2 separate regions of the Zea mays genome follow, and region 1 is linked to region 2. A link is a contact called in public Hi-C data. All regions are on one chromosome and are shown on one strand. Each heading gives the region's core, a stretch centred on a gene start, on an enhancer-like site or on the middle of the called end of the contact. The rest is flanking DNA. Distances are from core to core; before and after follow the strand shown.

Region 1 (5,706 bases), core at 1,603-4,102, 470 kb before region 2:
CCAGAAGTGGTCTACGAGCAACCAGATTGTAAGCCAAACATCCAAAGCTAAACATATCACAAGCAGAGCCAACTTTAGAATCTCTACTTTGGACCAATTCTGGTGCAGTATAGTTCAACGATGGTTGAAGAGGTAAAGCTGTATCCTCGACATCATAGTCCTAGAAAGAAAACAAGCAGATAAATTGTTAACAGGTCAGGGCATTGGAAGCAACAAAAAAATTCACAAAACGTATCTTGAAGACACAAATCACAGAAGATGTCACCAAAGTACTTAGGAATGGGTATGATGAAGCGCTAAATATGCTTAGTTGACCATTGATAACTTAACAATGTAGCGGTCTAATAATGACTAACATAGGTTCGTGGTGCACATCGTATATGCCATTACAAATCCCAGCAGTAGCAATGTGCTAAACACAATCGCCAGTTCGCCACATCACAGTAGTGGTATATTCTTAACTTTTATATGAAAAGATCAGTTCAAGACAAGAAGAAACTCTGCCAGAAAAATATGTATCATGCAAAACTGTGTGACAATTTAGAAATTAAATGATTGCAAAAAAAAGAACAATATAAGTTCAGTGGAATATTTTCTGTTACAGCAAACTTCAAAGGGATAATACAGATTAGTAATATTCCCAAAATATGGTAGAAGAATCTGCAAATTAAAGCCACCAAACTGACAAACTAAATGTATATCACTTACTAACCGAATAATGAAATAGTTGTGATGAAGTCAAACTCAAACCAACTGCTGCTTGATCAACCGAAAGAGCAAAACCAAACCCACCAAGCTTCCAAGACCCGTTAGAAGTTATAAATACCGTCTGTAAAAGAAGCAAGATTAGTAAAGTACACTAGTGTACAACTTGTTGTTGGCATAATGGATAACAAGCAAGTAACATCAAACCCATTAGGTATTCTGCAGAGATATTAGATCCCATGTGGTGCTAAGCCATCAAGCCATCAGTTCAGAGAGCAACATACATTAAAGGTTCAGTATATAGAGAACAATGTGAACAAACCAATTTGCAATTTGAGGGAAAAATAATGTCCAAGAAAGCATTGAGTTTTTCAGCAAATAAGTGCAAGTACAAAAGGCATCATATACTACAATACATAGCAAGCCTAAGAGTGACCTTAGGATCATCAAGGGGGACTGCGGCAAGGCAGAATGACTACGCTAAAATGACAAGAGAACACAAAAACATTGGGATTGTAAGAGGAAAAGGACAGAGCGAATCAATTATCTCAATACTCAATAACAGAAAAGGAACAAGCAGAAAATTATAAATGCAGAAGAATGGTGGTGTGAGGAACCTCAGGCGATATAGCTCGATGGGCAAGATGAGCATTGTTATGAAGAAAATCCAACGTCTCTGCAACTTGTAGCAGCCCATGTTTAATCTCAAGTAGCCCCATTTCCTGAAACACAAGAAAGAAATTAGCAAACTGCTGAATTAAAAATATGATCATGCTTTGGCTGTCCAAACTATTGCTATGACTAAGGCACCACTCAATACACAGAAATGCAAGGAACAAAGAATCTACAGGCATCAATCACCACTTATATGGCCTGAAAAGTTCCAAATCCACAGGATACCTGATTGTAAACTAAAAGTTTTACAGTAGAAAATCGCAAGAATCTCACAGTCAAACCTCATGTTTGAATACAATTCCGATTATCTGAAATCCTACCAAACGCCAGTGGCAGGGACAGTGTAAGATGTGAGGTCAGATAATCTTGGAGGGTTTTTACAAATCAGTGGTGTATAACTTAGGAAGTAAAATAACTATGTATTGTAAACTCTTAGAGAAACATACAAATTTTGATACATTGGTATGACAAGGATGCCATTTTTTAAGGAAGGTTTGTTGCAAAATGTTAGAAGTACAAAAAAAAAAAATACACTCATTATGCAGCTTTTCTGGATGTGACACTGCCAAATGCTGCATTAGAAACATAAATGATACCTTCTCAGATCATGCCTCTGTAATTCTATGACATTTGCTAATCAATAATGGCATGAACAGCTAAAACCAGAAACAATAGCGAGTTTTCCACTCCCATACCAACCCTAATCGCCTTAACTTGCTAGCCAGTTTTGAATGCAGCAGCAACAAGTAACAAGTAGGAAAACACGACAAAACTTTCCTTTAATCAGTCTTGTAACCTTCCTAGCAGTAAATAAATTGCCAAAGGTCGATGACACACAGAGTTAAACAAAAACACGATCAGTCGTACCATGCCCTTGACCTCCTTGGGCACCTTGCCAACATTGTCAAGGCACCCGAGCGCGTTAGCTACGGAGGCGAAGACGGGCTCAGTGGCCATGGCCATGGCGGCCTTGGTCTCGTCGAGCGCCTGCACGACGTGCAGCACGCCCGGGTGGCGCAGGCGCACGAGCCGCGCCGCGTCGGCGCGGACGAGGTCGAGGAACGCGTCCTCGGCCGCCTTCGACATCCCCGCCCGCGCCCGCGCCTCAGCGAGGGCGCGCTTGTCCAGCACCCAGACGGAGACGACGGGGTAGGGCGCCGAGGGGGCGCCATCCCGCGGTCGCGCCGTGTAGATCCGCCACGCGAGCCCCGGCCCGCCGGACCCGGCCTGATCCAGCAGCTCGTAGTCCTGCAACGGGCGCGGGCCCGTCACCTCTTGCACCGTCGTGGACACCGTCTTCTCTATCACAGCCGACGCCTTCGCCAGCGCCTGCGTCAGGGTCTTCATGTTGAGCGCCATCGCCCCCCACCGCCGCCGCTGCCGCGGCCTCCGGCGAGATCTCCTGGGAGGCCCCGGCCGCGGTGGTGGATTTCCTCTTGGAAGGGGTCGTCTGATCGGTCGGTGGCAGGCGTGTTGGTTTATAATTATGTTTTGTTTTTTATTTAAACGTTTTTTTCGGGGAGAAGCAGCTCATGCCACTGCCATGTGAGACCGCGGACGAGGGGATGTATGGAGGATGATGCTTCTTCGCGAAGGGGACGAGAAGGGGATTGCGAAATATGGGCCGTTGGTTCGACGTGGTTTTGGCCAGGATGAACGACTGGGATGCGGCATTTGGTAGGCGTGGCGAGGTTGGTCAATGACAGCGAACAGAGTGTAAGAACATCTCCAATAATTTATCGAACAGTTGCCTTAAATTGAAATGTGGAGCCCTTTAAAGCAAAAACTACTTCAACAGTGTCTTATTTTATAAAATTTGGTCCAAAAAATTATAGAGCACATTCTCGAGTGTCTCAAATATACTACATAGTGAGTTGTCCTGTAATCTAGATTTGAGTCTTTAAAATGTTTTGCTGATACCCTAAATTCTATAAAATATAATAATTTTTAAATTATATGATATTTTTATAGGTCACGTTTTAGAGATGCTCTAAGAGCATCTTCCGAATTTTTTGTTTTTTAGCCCCTTTCGTGACAAAAATTTACGTTTGGACCCCCAGAAATTTTATTTGCACGTTTGGACCCGATGCTCGGCGCCATAGGTTGTGGCGCCGAGGTAACACAGCTCGGCGCCACAGCCTATGGCGCCAAGCTGTGTGACGTGGCAGTCCGCGTAGCACCTAGCTCGGCGCCACAAATCCTGGCGCCGAGCTAGGAAATAACCGCAAACCACCTTTCTCTCTGCGCGTTTCTTCTCTGTTGAATTCACTTCAACCGCAAACCCGCTGCCGCCGTTCCCGAGTGGAAATCGCCGCCACCCGCCGTCGTAGCTCCGGCCAACCCGCTCGCCCGCCCAGCTCCGGCCAACCCGCCCTCTTGGCTTCCGGAGGGCCGCCGAGCTCGCCCGCCCGCCCAGCTCCGGCCAACCACGGCACCGGCGCTCGCCAACGGTCGACCACCTCGCCAGGACCGGCCGCCGCGCGCACGGGACCGGCGCTCGCCACCGCGCCTGCTCGCCAACGGTCGGCCACCGCGCCTGCTCGCCCGCTCCGGCCCCGGCAGCTCCCGCCCCCACTGCCGCCCGATTTTTTTTAATTTCTTAGTTAGTAAACTGTTAGCTATTGTTAGTGTTTAGTAATTAGTTAGCTATCCACTTATTTATTGTTTAGTAAATAGTTAGATATTTTGTTGTTAGTGTTTATTAAAATAGTTAGCTAGTTTCTTGCTTAGTATATTGTTAGTGTTTAGTAAATTCTTAGTGATTATATAGTTAGCATTTTGTTTAGCGCATTGATATTACATGTTTTCTGTGTTGGCAACCATCGTGTTGTCGTTTATTCGCAGGTTCTATAAACATCACTTTATAGGGGAGGTGCTGCCAAATTTTTTATTGACAATAGGTTTTTTTGTACGTAGGTGTTCGTCCGACTTGACCTTCTCCACCGTTAGCTGGACTCGTACGCGATCTCAGGTATATATTGTTTTCGTACATTATTTATATATTATGTAATTTCGTTTGATGTGTTCATTTAATATTTACTATATAGTTATTAGTTAATATATATTTATTACTTAGTAAGTTAGTAGGCTTAAGTATATAGCCATTATTGAGTTAGTAATCCATTTTTGTAATAGATGGACAGCCTAGTAACACTATACCATGGAGGAAGGGTGGAGATAGATGCTTATGGGAATGTTACTTTTGCGGGCGTTTTTATAGGAATTCGTAGCTCGGCGCCAAGATCTGTGGCGCCGAGCTACGAGGCCGCGCCGCCACCACGTCAGTGCCAGGTCAGCCCTAGGCGTAAGCAGCCGTTGCTGCCACGTCACAGCTCGGCGCCATAGGCTGTGGCGCCGAGCTGTGTTACCTCGGCGCCACAACCTATAGCGCCGAGCATCGGGTCCAAACGTGCAAATAAAATTTCTGGGGGTCCAAACGTAAATTTTTGTCACGAAAGGGGCTAAAAAACAAAAAATTCGGGAGCATCTTCAACAAGGGTCTTAAATGAGGTGATATTTCGAATTATATGGCTTATGGGAGAAAAACAGCCTGCAACAAAGGTCATGTTTTATCAAATTTCGTTAAACCACTTTAGAACTCGAAGTATAGGGTTCTAAATATAGTACCCGACCATTCGATCCCTGTTCCTTTTTCCCACATCGCGGAAATTTCACATCCGCCGGTCATTAGGTCTTGTCTCGCCTTCCACCTGCCGTCTCTTCATCCACGCCCGCTGCCGCAAAAGTACCGGTGGGACTTCCGCTCCACCATAGCCACCAGCTGGAGATTTGTCGCCGTTGTAGCCTGCAGAACATACACCCGTCTGCTAGGGACATGGAGGTCAGGAGAGCTGGGAGGGAAGCGAAGTAGTCAGTAGGCACGGAAAGGGAGCCCGAGTGTAGGTAGCGCTTCTCTTCAACGTGCCCAATTTGTTGCGACTTATATATCACTAGATGTATACTTGTGCGTCGTTACGGAGTAAATATCTTATAATAAGATACATTGAGATGCAGAAGTATTAATTGATGTTCTTTGCTCTTGTGAATGTTTACATAAAAGAGGGACAATGTTAGTGTGGTTTTGATAGAGAAGACCAAGAAAGTAGAGAATATGTACTATGTTCCAATTTCTTTCATCAAACATATGAATTGAAGCCTACTTGTCTTCATGTCTCATCTTGTCAAATTCATCGATACAAACTATTCCAAGATCAGCCAAAACCATTGCTCCTCCTTACAAATAAAACTCAAGCCGTAGAGAAAAAGAAATATCTACATCCTTCAAAAACTAAACTTTAGTAAACAACAAACAATTTGGTGAAATAG
Region 2 (5,528 bases), core at 1,641-4,140:
GTATTTTGTATACATCTATCAAATGATAGCATGCAACCCAAGGTTCTCAGGTCTTGCAAATTTTGTTGATTTAACAAACTATGACAACTGGATATTTTCAGCATTCTTCATAAGCAAGTAACTGTGTGTTAGGGTCAAGAAATACTTTCTGTATGTAGATATGGATCTAATTCTCTAACCTCCTAACAAACCTGCTACTTCTCTCATCCAAAATTTTGTAAATAGAATTAGCGTAAGTAATTCTGCATCGGAGACGCCATGCCACAATGCAGTTCTTGATCTAAATTAGCGAAGCGTCGGAGGTACGGGCATAACGATACTAAATTCTTGCATTTCTTGATCTCTGTTGGACGCCTCCGGACGAGCCTGGGGAGCGCGACGTTCGTGGCTTCAGCTTCCACGACATGGTCATTGAGACGCCATGCCACGATGTGCGCCTCTAGGATTTGGACGCTGAGGGGGTCTGCGGCGTGCAGCTCGCCTACGCGGAGCGTGTGTGGCAGCTCGGGGAGCACCTTGCGGTGAAGTATGTTCAGGTAGAGCCGTAGAGGGGGCTTTTAACGTGTGTGCATCCCATTTCTGCTTAGTTTGTCTTTATCATACGACTGGGACATTTAGTAAACACAAATATGTTCATTTTCTAGATTGACTTGCTTCTACTATCCGATTGTTTGTGGATAACTTTTTTACTTTTTATGCTGATTTCATTATGATGTAGGTGTTGCCTTAGATGTGAATTGTGATGATCTAAATGGGGAGGAGAAGATGCAGCAACATGAGATGGTGATGGATACATAAGCACAATAATTATCATGATTCCTGAGGCCAGCATAAAATTATTTAGGCTTCCTTTAATGTTGTAAATAGTCTAATTCTTCTTATAAATCTTTTTTTGCAGACAAATACTAAAAACGATGATGGTGTCACGACATTGTTACCCACTATTGTTGCATGTTCCCTCCCATGCTTGGAGGTCCTAATCGAGGTCTGTAGTATAATATGATAAGTAAAACATGTGTATTCCCTCTGCTATACCTTCTTACTTCACTGTCATTTTCTACTAAGACCTTTGGCTCTTGGCACACAAGTCAAACTCATCACTGATATCTTGCACGATTTATTTGATTTTATTTTTGAAATTGACCTCTGCACCCACAAAGATACATTCGTTTTTATGATTCCATATCCACCATGCTACCAAATGATCAACAAATTAAATCCCCTATGATATTCTTGAGACCTTGGTTCCCCTTTCATACGAGTTAGACACACACTTCTTGTATTTTTTTGTAAGTTTACAGATGTTATGTAGCCTTTTGAACATTTATTATAAAACTATGTTCATGATTTGTTGTGTGATCACAAACAACTCTGGGAGTCAAGGACTACGCCACTACCGAGAGCTCTGGGAGGGATATTGCTGGCCAACGGCGGCCAGGCGATCGCCTCCATGGCATGGAAGCTTGAGGGGTCATGTCCATTAGGGAGAGTGGAGGAGATCCGATGAGTCCATTCTCTAGAGTCCAGACTCCAGACTAGGATAGAATAAGGCTGAGGCATCCAGTTTCATCAATTCATCACGTCAGTTACCAGGCGCACGCCACATGGCTGATTACCAAGGTGGGCCTTTCCTATCCTCTTCACACCTTTCTTGAGGCAGTGTCAATCTTTAAATAATCTCGACATATATCTTCTCCTTTCATTTTCTATGCTAGAGTTACCTTCATTCGATATATTTTTTCCTTTTATTTATCTTTGCTTCAAACAAATATATTATTTTCTAAAGTACTGACTTTTTGTGTCCTGTAAAAGTAAAACCTATTTGAATAGTCAAATCTTAGTTGTATCTATAACAAGATGAAAGTGGTGGCAGCCAAGATGAAAGTGGTGGTGGCCGCATCAAAGGAGAAGGTGCAACAAGACGAACCGAAAGGTGAAAAGATTTCTTTTCCCAAATCAACTTGCATCTACCTGTGATTGTTTGTGAACAAGTTTTTTATGCTAATTTTTTATGTAGCTGCTATCTCAGATGTGAAATGTGACAACCCAAAAGAGGAGGGCAATGTGCAGCAAACCAAAAGGTTAGAGGATTTCACTTCCTCAATTTCTTTGGTTACACTGTTTGTTTGATGCTGATTTTGTTATCATGTAGTTGTTGCCTCAAATGTGAAATGTGATGACCTAGAGCAGGAGGAAGATTCCAATAAAAATGGGGAACTGGAGGAGTGTAACAAATGTGTAATTTATTTTTTCCACTCTATATGCTATCTTAGAAGTTTCAAAAGTTCCTTGTTTGTGCGTAATTCAAAATTTACTATTAGTCATTGTTCCTGAACAACCCTTGATTTTATTTCTTGAATGTGCACCTGATTCGTCTAATGGAATCATGGAACCACATGTTGTGCTACTATTTTGGTTAAGAATTACAATGATCTTAAGGCATTTGTTTTGTATGTTGTCTCTTAATTTTGTCTACTTTTTATATTTCATTTTCCATCTGTATTGTTGTGTGCTTATTACAAAATGAAAAATGTATGATACCAACCATTAATATTTTAGGACTCACTAAGCAAAGCCAAAGATAAGTGTTTGAACAACTATCCATCTACCTATGTGATATATAAAACCTGTAACAACGCTTCATCTATGTAATCGTTGTGCACTAAAATTTATCGAATAATTTGTACGCCGTCGCAACGCACGGGTACATACCTAGTAATTTCATAAGAGTTTAGCCCTTTCAGAAGAAAAGTTTACGTCCATATGTAAAAGTCTTTTGTTTATGAAAATCTGGTCTGGGCCCGGCCCATGTGTATACTTTTAGAAATCCTGTCGCCGATCCCTCTTGCTTCCCGTCGTCCTCGTCCCAAGTTCCAACCCCGTGGGCCGCTACATCGCCAAACCCTAACTAGGTTTTTTTCAAGCCTCCCCTTCCCTACCCTCGCCCCCCATGGATCCGTTTTCCAAGAAGCGCAAGCCCGACGACAACGGCGCCGTCACTGCTTCTCCCGCCGGTGGGGCTGCCACGCTGGGTCTCACCCGCGAGGACGTCCTCCGCCTCCTCGAGCCGCTCTCCCGGGACCAGCTTGCGGACATCGCGGCCGCCGCTGCACTCGTCTCGGCGCACGCGCTCGATGCCGTGCGCGCAGCCGCCGACCGCGACCCGGCCCTGCGCAAGCTCTTCATTCGGGGGCTCGGGTGGGAGACCACATCCGACTCGCTCCGCGCCATCTTCTCCGCCTACGGTGACCTGGAGGAGGCCGTCGTCATCACTGACAAATCCACGGGGCGGTCCAAGGGCTACGGCTTCGTCACCTTCCGCCACGCCGATTCCGCCGTCCTCGCACTCAAGGAGCCATCCAAGAAGATCGACGGTCGCATGACTGTCACGCAGCTCGCCGCCGCCGGCTCGGCAGGCGGGCCGTCCGTTGGGGCTCCCGGCAGTGGCGGTGCTCCTGTGGCTGATGTGTCGCTCCGGAAGATCTTCGTTGGGAACGTCCCTGCAGACATGTCGTCGGAGCGTCTCCTTGCGCACTTTGCCTCCTACGGCGAGATTGAGGAGGGGCCGCTGGGATTTGACAAGCAGACGGGCAAGTTCCGGGGCTTTGCACTTTTCGTATATAAGACACCTGAGGGTGCGCAGGCCTCCCTGGTGGACTCGGTGAAGGTAATTGATAGCCACCAGCTTGTATGCAAGCTTGCCATAGATGGGAAGAAGGGGAAGCAGGGGCAATCACAGCAATCTGGACCTGGCAACCAGCAGCAGCAACAGCAACAGCAGATGCTGCCGGGTGGTCCGCAGGAAATTCAGGGAGGCCTGGGGCTTGGTTCACAAATGGGAGCACAGTATGGTGGCCCTGGGAGTGGTATGCCTTCGTTTGGTTTTGGTGGCGTTGGCGGTGGGTTTGGGGGTCCAAACCCTTATGCTAACATGCCATCTTCCATGGGTGGAGGAGGCGCAGGTGGGTTAGGGTCGGTGGGAGGCCAGGTGCCCACTGGGTTGGCTGGTGCTGGTGGATTTGGGCCTGGGGGATTGGGTGGTGGCTCATTTGGGGGATCATCTCAGTTTGGTGCTGCTGGGATGGGGGCATATGGTGGCCTTGGAATGGGTGGAGGCTCCATGTACCGCATGCAACAGGGAGCAGGTGGGCTGCCTGCAGGCGCATTTGGTGAAGGAGGAAACTACCCTCTTCCAGGTTCTGGTTTCCGAGGCCACGACCCTCAAGGTGGAATGTCTCCTCCTGGGCCAGGTGGCAGGGCTCCTCCTATGTATCCCAACGTGCCACCTTATTTCTAAGGTAATCATTTACACCGCTTCCATATGTTCTTAATTTTATTTATAGCTTAATTACTGTTCCAGTATGATGCTTTGAAACCTGGATGTGTTGTGGAACATGCATTGATTGATAGATGATTTTCTTTAGCTTCTCTTGGATGAATTTGAGTACTTGACTAATGTATTTGCCAATTATGTTGGTAGAGTTCTTTTTTCTTTGCTTTTGATGATGGGAAATCAAATATTTTCATTGATTAAGTTCAAATGATTTGTAAGCGATTTAAGGCCTTTGTGGCACTAACTAGTGATCGGCTGATTAGTGTTTACTTATCCCGATTTTATTGGTTTTCTTGGTCACTGAAGTCAAATTCTTTCACTGAAGTTCTGATGATGCTTTGTATAAGACTTGAGATAATTACAGTATTAATGCAGTTGATTGCTGGGCATAGTTTCAAGGTTGTTAACTGTGAATGTGTCAACGTAATAGACCTTAGATTCCATACTGTAGTTGCCATTATTTCATAATGTGTTCTCCTGCTCTGGAACTTTTTCTTTGGTGTATGGGTCTATCATTGGATTTGCCTTGGTAGTGTGGAAGGTACTCTAAGCATAGCTTAACTCTTTGGTGGTCAGTGTCTGAGGCAACACCCATCATTTTCCATGGAGTTTCTTTTGTTGTTCATGTGACAAATTTATTCATTCGCCCTTGTTACTTGCGCATGTGCCTGTTGGATTCTAATTTGTTGTCTTATCTTGTTGCTTGGGATCATCAAGATTTGTTATTCTTGGTAGATTTTATCATGATGATGACCGATAATGTGTATCTGCCTTGGCTATTTACTTGATCTTAGTATATCACTTGCTAATATGTACTTGATGCTAGATGTTTGTTGACATCTGAGATTTGAGATTGGTATGATGACTAGTTTAGGTTTACGTTGCATATTGGTTGCTTTGTCAACTGATGCATTTGAATCTTCTTCACTAGTTTGCAAGTCCTTTTCATTTGCATTCTTTCCTTACTCATTCTTATCATGGATTATTCATTGTTATTAGTGGTGTGTAAAATAACTTTATTTTATGTACTTTGTGGTGTGTAAAATAAACCAACCTACTCATTGCATATACCATGCAAGTATTGGCACTGCTGTTTTTCAGTATTCGTGTACTTGGGCATGAACATTGGCAAAATTTTGTGATGGAACCCCATGCTCGAGGCGTTGATCCCAAAGATTTTCTTTTCTTGTTCTAT

What was found. A called contact is a pair of places that touch in the nucleus more often than the background predicts.
Region 1: a Hi-C map of tassel shows a contact between it and region 2, with 2.6 times the contacts expected there. The contact joins the promoter of LOC100194347 here to the promoter of LOC100382178 in region 2. A contact is called at or near these places in 3 of 25 Hi-C or Micro-C datasets (ear, leaf and tassel).

What each region holds. Positions count from the first base shown.
Region 1 is chr8:147,225,971-147,231,676 of Zm-B73-REFERENCE-NAM-5.0, reverse strand. LOC100194347 reads right to left here and starts at 2,852. Exons shown (of 14, transcript NM_001359459.1): 1 at 2,248-2,852; 2 at 1,323-1,427; 3 at 713-829; 4 at 1-160. The coding sequence starts at 2,739.
Region 2 is chr8:146,754,483-146,760,010 of Zm-B73-REFERENCE-NAM-5.0, reverse strand. LOC100382178 (UBP1-associated protein 2C) reads left to right here and starts at 2,890. Exons shown (of 2, transcript NM_001174938.1): 1 at 2,890-4,298. The coding sequence starts at 2,951. The coding sequence ends at 4,297. LOC103636064 (a long non-coding RNA gene) reads left to right here and starts at 1,390. Exons shown (of 4, transcript XR_002264472.2): 1 at 1,390-1,620; 2 at 1,874-1,933; 3 at 2,018-2,081; 4 at 2,153-2,440.